Linked DNA regions of Mus musculus: region 1 is linked to region 2. A link is a contact called in public promoter capture Hi-C data. All regions are on one chromosome and are shown on one strand. The core of a region is the stretch at or near the end of the contact, and the rest is flanking DNA. Distances in the headings are between cores, read along the strand shown. Region 1 holds the start of Col23a1 (collagen, type XXIII, alpha 1). Region 2 holds the start of Tbc1d9b (TBC1 domain family, member 9B).

Region 1 (3,202 bases), core at 209-2,708, 1.2 Mb after region 2:
GGCAGTCTGGGACAGGCTCTGGAAACCTTGACTTCAGGATTAGGCGCTTGCTCTTCACAGTCTGGGAGGAAGGCTAATCCACATAGGTATCTGACAAGAATAAAGACCCAGGGAGCAATCGCCCTGTTCAATACACAGACGCTTCTAGAATGAAACAGTACCCATTAACACTAACACTGGTAGGTAATGGGTAGTGAGAATGGGTGCTAACTTGTAATACGGTGTTGGCGTCTTTTCAGAGACTTCAGTAGACTGTCAGGTTTGCTTGGCAAGAGGTTTTCAGAATATTTGTTGGGCACAGGCACAGTTTTCACACAGGGCCAAGACTTTATAACCACTACCAGAAACTCCACTTTACCTGAGGCCACAGCCTCCAACCCCAGGAAGTTTTAGTTCAGAGGGTCTTGCCAGCTGGGTGATTTCCCTTTTAATTAGGGGAGTAGGAGTGTTGCTGGGTCTCAACAGGCTTTAAGAATACAGAATGGATAATGCAGCCACAGAAATTAAGAAGACAGCCACAGGAGAGTCAGAAGGGAAGGTGGAAAATTATCTAAAACCCACTCCATCACGTGTGCCCCTTACCAGGCTCCAAACTCAGGACTGACTCTTCTCGAAAGGGTGTCCCAGGAGTTAATGTGACAGTTACTTGAGACCAGTTTTGAGGTATAAATATGCCTTGTGGGGGCCCTGGCAGCTAAAACCTGGATTCCAACTTCAGCCTCTCTGGCCATCCCTGTAAGTGGATGGCTTTCTCTTTGGGCCCGATTGGTGTCCTAATGTAACTGTGGTTAAGACAAGTCAGTATGATGCATTCCAGATTTGGGTTTGGGCTAAGTCTGTCCCTGCAGAATTCAAGGTATACCAAGTTTTAGACACTTTTCCCATTTGTTTTTTGTCTGCTTCCTGAACTAACTGCTCCCTCTGGTTCAGGAAAGAAGTATGAGCTTTTTTGTCTAGTGTCCATGCCTGAGTTGCTATGGTGAACATTGACTATAAGAGGTGCCTAGTTTGCCTCCTTCCTTGTCTCTTATTCTCCTTATTTCTCTCTTTCCTTCCACATTCCTCTCACTAGTTTTCCTCTTTCCTTCCTTTGTTTCTCTTTCTCTTTGATTCTCGGTTACCAAGTCTTCCTGCGCACACCCGCAGGGGTCGCTTTTGGCCACCAAGCGGCGCTCAGCTACCGTCTAGAAAGAACCTCTAACTTTCCCACAGAGTTCCAAGTTTTGCTTTGCAAGTGTCAGAAAGGTCAATCTACAAGCTTGGGGAACACTCCCAAGGCTCGAACAGTGAGTGCCTCAACCTCAGGCGGCCTGCGACAGAGCCGAGCCCGGCCGCATAGGGTGCCTCGGGTGGCACCGGCGGGGTACAGAGGCTCGCGCTCCGGGACCCGCTAGGCGAGGGCCCGGACTGCGAGGAGCTGATGAGCGCCAGGCCCCCACCACCACCCCCGCCCTCCCCGTCCGGCCGCTCCTCCCCTGGGTGGGTCCCCGCGCCTTTTCTGGCGGGGTCTATTTGCATAGAAGGAACTGCCCGCAGTGGCCGCTGAGTCTGAGCGGGCGGCTAGGGGGGCGTGCGCGATCCGCGGCCACCCGGACGCGGAGCCCCGCAGCCGCCGACCTGGAGCCGCCCCGGGCCGCAGCGCCGACGCAGAGCCGGCGGGTCGCCATGGGCGCGGGCGAGCGCGCGGCGGGCGGAGGAGGCGCGCAGGACCCCGGAGCGGGCTGCGGGTCGCGGGCGCTGAGCGCGCTGTGCCTGCTGCTGTCGGTGGGCTCTGCGGCCGCCTGTCTCCTGTTGGGAGCCCAGGCGGCCGCCCTGCATGGCCGAGTGGCGGCGCTGGAGCAGGAGCGCGAGCTGTTGCGGCATGCGGGGCCGTCCGGAGCCCTGGCCGCCTGGGCCGAAACGCACCTGGAGCGCCTGTTACGGGAGGTGAGGGCGCGCGATCGCCGGCCGGGGGATGTCCCGCTTCACGAGGGGGTGTAGGGCTGCGGGGGCGGCGTTGATCGTCACCTTCAGGAGCAGGACTCACCTAGTGGATTGCACTGGGGTCGCTGGTGGGGAAGGGTCCTGCTGTCCAGCTTCTGTGCCGGGACTTGCTTCTGCAGGAAAAACAACTTAAAGGGCTGTTTAGGTAACACTAAGGGGCTATGGTAAAGAAAGACCTTGGGGTAACAACAGTCCTGAGTGCGGAGTCTCTACTGAAGTGTGTGCTCAGACCCACAGCCTCTGCCTGCTCTCCAGCGCTGGAGATACTAATGAGGCTCTTGCGTTCCCACGGCTAGTCTGCCTGAAACAGTCCGGACCACCTCAAGGCTCAGGCCAGCCCTTCCTCTGTGTCCGGGAAGGTTAGGTTGGGAGCGGCTCTGGCCTAGATGTGCTGTGTTCCTTAGCTGGCCCACTAAAACTGTGCATCGAAGACTAGGACACAGCTGAGCTAGCTGCCTCTGTGCGCGTTTGGCTGGGTGGTGATCTCTACAGGCCACCCCCAAAGCGTCTTAGGTTTGTTTTCCGAGGGTTAAGACTCCTGTTTTGAGCCTGCCCTGGTGGCATCTGTAATTCCAGAATTTAGGAGGCTGAATTGTGTGAATCTCTCTACAAGTTGGGGGCTGGCTTAAACTATATAGTTGAGATGCAGGTCCAGCCTGGGCTTCAGAACGAAAATAAATAAATAAATAAATAAATAAATAAATAAATAAATAAATGCCAACCATTGGGCATATTGATGAGCGCCTTTAATCCCAGCACTTTGGAGGCAGAGGCATGAGGATCTCTGAGTTTGAGGTCATCCTGTCCAGGACAGCCAGAGGAAGACCCTGTCTCAAGAAATCAAAACAAACAACAAAAACAAAAGAAGATGGCCATTGTATGCCTGGACTTCTGATCTTCTGTCTACTGATACTCCATCTGACAATACCTGGCCAGAACCTCTACCCTCGGTACAGCAAGCCTCTTGCCTGTAGAACTGTGGCATACACCCGCACACTACAGTTTCTCTCAGCTCTGCCTCCCTTATAGGAATGGTTCACCTCCTCCTAGAGGAGGTGGTTGCCCCAGATCTAAAGGCGGGGGTGGGGGTGGGGAGTCAATCCTAAGGACAGTAGAAAATGAACCTTGCTTGTGGGAGAGGAAGCAGGGGGCAGGTGTACTATCTACCACCTGTTCCCTAAGCTGTGCCCTGCTATGGTCTTTGCTACTTTACTGAGCT
Region 2 (2,965 bases), core at 202-2,701:
CATCCATCCATCCATCCATCTATCTATCTATCTATCTATCTATCTATCCATCCATCTCTCTCTATCTATCTATCTCTGTCTCTATCTCTGTGTATATGTGTGTGTGCATCCATGAGTGAATGCTATTGCTGTTAATTTCAGCAGCCAGAAGAGAGTATCAGATCCCCTGGAGCTGTAACCCCCCCCCCCCCAATCTCCATCTTTTGCTGAGCCATCCCTCAGTCCACTACTTCTAAATTATTTTTGGTCTAGAACTTGCTAGGTAAACCATGCTGGTCTCAACTTCACAGAGATATACCTGCCTCTGCCTCCCAAGTCCTGGGGTAAAGGTGTCTACCACCATGCCTGGCTTACTTCCGAAATCTTGAGGGTAGACTTCTCCAGAGAGCACAGCAGCATTCGTCTGCGCGTCCAAAGTCCTCATTGAGGACTTACTATCAGGACACATTAATACAATGGGCTGAGAATCCAGTATCTGAGAGATGATGAGTTTAGTTATGTTTCATACATGGATATCATACTCACTCCCTCATGGAGTAAGATGATGGACAGCCAGACTGACTGGTTGCTGTGTACTCTGTCAGGATAACCGGAGTATATTGTACTTCAAAGTTGTAAGGAAAGCCATGTCTTGAAAGCTGAGTCACAAGCCGCGTTTCAGAAGGTTGTGGCTCACTCTGGCTGTCACCCATTACATCTGCTCAAACCTCCCAGAATGAATTTATCTCTCCTTCCTTTTACCCTCCTGCCATGTCCAGGTGACATGGGGACAGCTCATACAGCTGTCTCCCTAGCCTTTACCAAAATAAATATGGTCCGCCCCTTTTGTCCAGGCGGAGTCATTTGCACCTTTGAGTCAGAAACTATCTTGTTCCTAATTGTTTAACCGGGCTCTAGTTCACAGAGCCCGCAGTAGCTAGTTTTGCTTCATGGTTCAGTGGCAGAAGCCCTGGGCTGGGATCTGAAGGTGAATTTGTACTGTCAGAGACTGCCGCCTTCAGGCCAGGAGAGGTAAGAGCAGGGCACTGCGCCCCTAGATCATACTGCTGTACGCTTATGAAAAAAATTAAGTGCTCATCTGTGACCTCAGCCTCAAGGCCACCCCAATCCATCTGTCAGATGGGGTGAGCGCACTTATTTCAAAGGGCACCAGCTGCGCTTCCTGACAACTGGGCTCTTGAGGATCCCAACCTTAGACTTGAGTCAAAATCCCGAGGCTGACCAGGCGCTGCTGTACCCTTCTCCAGACGCTTTTTGCCACATTAACTCGCCTGGGCTGCACAGTAGGCAGAGAGCATGCGATCCCCTCCAAACTGGACAGCGGCAGCAGGGCTGGAGGGGACTGCCAGGCCAGGAGAGGTCGAGGAGGGCGACGCTGTGAGCCAGCGCGGCCGCTAGGGGGAGCCAACCTTCGGGCCGACGTCTCGACCCCGCCCCAGCCTCTCGGCTCCTCTCGGCTCGGCTCGGGCGCGGCGACGGCGGCGCGCGCTTCCGCCTCACGGGCTCTGGCCCGGTGCGAGCGGCCGCGGGATGTGGCTCGGGCCCGAGGAGGTGCTGGTGGCTAACGCGCTATGGGTGACGGAGCGGGCCAACCCCTTCTTCGTGCTGCAGCGGCGCCGAGGCCACGGCAAGGGCGGAGGCCTCACGGGTGAGCGGGGCGCGGGCGGCCGGGCCTGTGCGCACCGGGCCTGGCGGGGCAGCAGGACGCGACCCGCGGGCACGCGCAGCGGCACAGGGGGGTCGGAAGGCGGGTGGGGAGGACGATCCCGGGACAGGCAGCAGGGGAAGGACACCAGTGGCCTCCGCCGGGACGTGTGCACAGTCCTGTAAAGTCACATAGCAACCAGAAGCCAGCAGGGTTCCCCAGCTCGCCCTCTGCCTCAGTTTCTCCAGCTGCCTCTGAGGGACCAAGTGGCATAAGCACACGTTTCCTTTTGCCCTCTTTACTCCTAGTTCACTGAAGAGTTGCCTCTTGGCGAAGACCAAAGATGCCCTGACCTCCCCTTCCTCCGGTCTCTCCTCACTTGATGCCGTCAGAGCTCCCAATTCAAAGCTTGTTTTTGCATATTTATCGGTATATATGAAGTGTCCCTCAGAGCTACCCCGGGTGCCTCTCGGGTATCTGAGCACTACCACTCACACAGAAGCAGCTGGAGTGGGAGCCTCTGACTTTGTGTGACATGTGGCATTGTGGGAATCTATTCAGCAGGACTTGTTGGAAGCCCCGTGTGTCCCAGGGCTTGTCAAGTACTCCAGATCCGGCCCTGCAGCAGACCCCTGTACGTGGACCCTTCTGGGTGCCAGATCTTTCAATATGGAAAGTGAATTTTCTGTGAATGCCCTGGTTTTGCAGGGTGGCAGCTGACAGTCCTGCAGATGCAGTTGGTGGCCTCACCTAGGTGACATCAGCTGCCAGCATCTCATGAGCTACACTTCTTAATGTGGAAGGGACTGTACCTTTTCCAAGAAAACTCAATGTTCCCTTCCACAATCAGGCTCCTTCCCGGAGGGCCAAGAGATGACTGGAGTTGATGCTAGGCCTGGCTCCAGGACCCAATGTTTATTGAGAGTTAGGTAGCAGCCCTCTTGAACAGCCCAGTGATCAACCTTGGAAGCTACCATAAGGCCACTGAGGAACACAGGGCACCGTGGGACAAGTCCCTTTTGTTCTAGCATTCATCTGTGTCCAACCGCCTCCCGCCTCTCAAGGCTGAGCGTCCAGACTACGGTGCCAGCCATTCTGTGAATTCCAAATCACATTGAGCCAGGTTTGTGCAGCCTGCCATGGCCATTGGGCCATCACAGCCTCCTGAGCACTGTATACCTAAGAGATTCATCAGGAACGCAGGTTCCTTCGAGCCTCTTTTCAAAACTGACCAGCCTGGCCTGGAGAAGTGGGCTCAAGGGCTGCAAAACCAAGGTTCAAATCCCAGCACCCATATGGTGGCTCACAACCATCTGTAAC

The links. Promoter capture Hi-C pulls out the DNA fragments that hold promoters and counts their contacts.
Region 1: a contact with region 2 is called in a promoter capture Hi-C map of liver, with 2.4 times the contacts expected there. The contact joins the promoter of Col23a1 here to the promoter of Tbc1d9b in region 2. A contact is called at or near these places in 2 of 39 promoter capture datasets (the C10 cell line and liver) and 1 of 115 datasets of contacts at active chromatin or transcription factors (large pre-B cells).

What each region holds. Positions count from the first base shown.
Region 1 is chr11:51,288,462-51,291,663 of GRCm38.p6, forward strand. It overlaps Col23a1 (collagen, type XXIII, alpha 1), which reads left to right and starts at 1,459. Exons shown (of 29, transcript NM_153393.2): 1 at 1,459-1,926. The coding sequence starts at 1,666.
Region 2 is chr11:50,129,909-50,132,873 of GRCm38.p6, forward strand. It overlaps Tbc1d9b (TBC1 domain family, member 9B), which reads left to right and starts at 1,452. Exons shown (of 22, transcript NM_001290760.1): 1 at 1,452-1,648. The coding sequence starts at 1,531.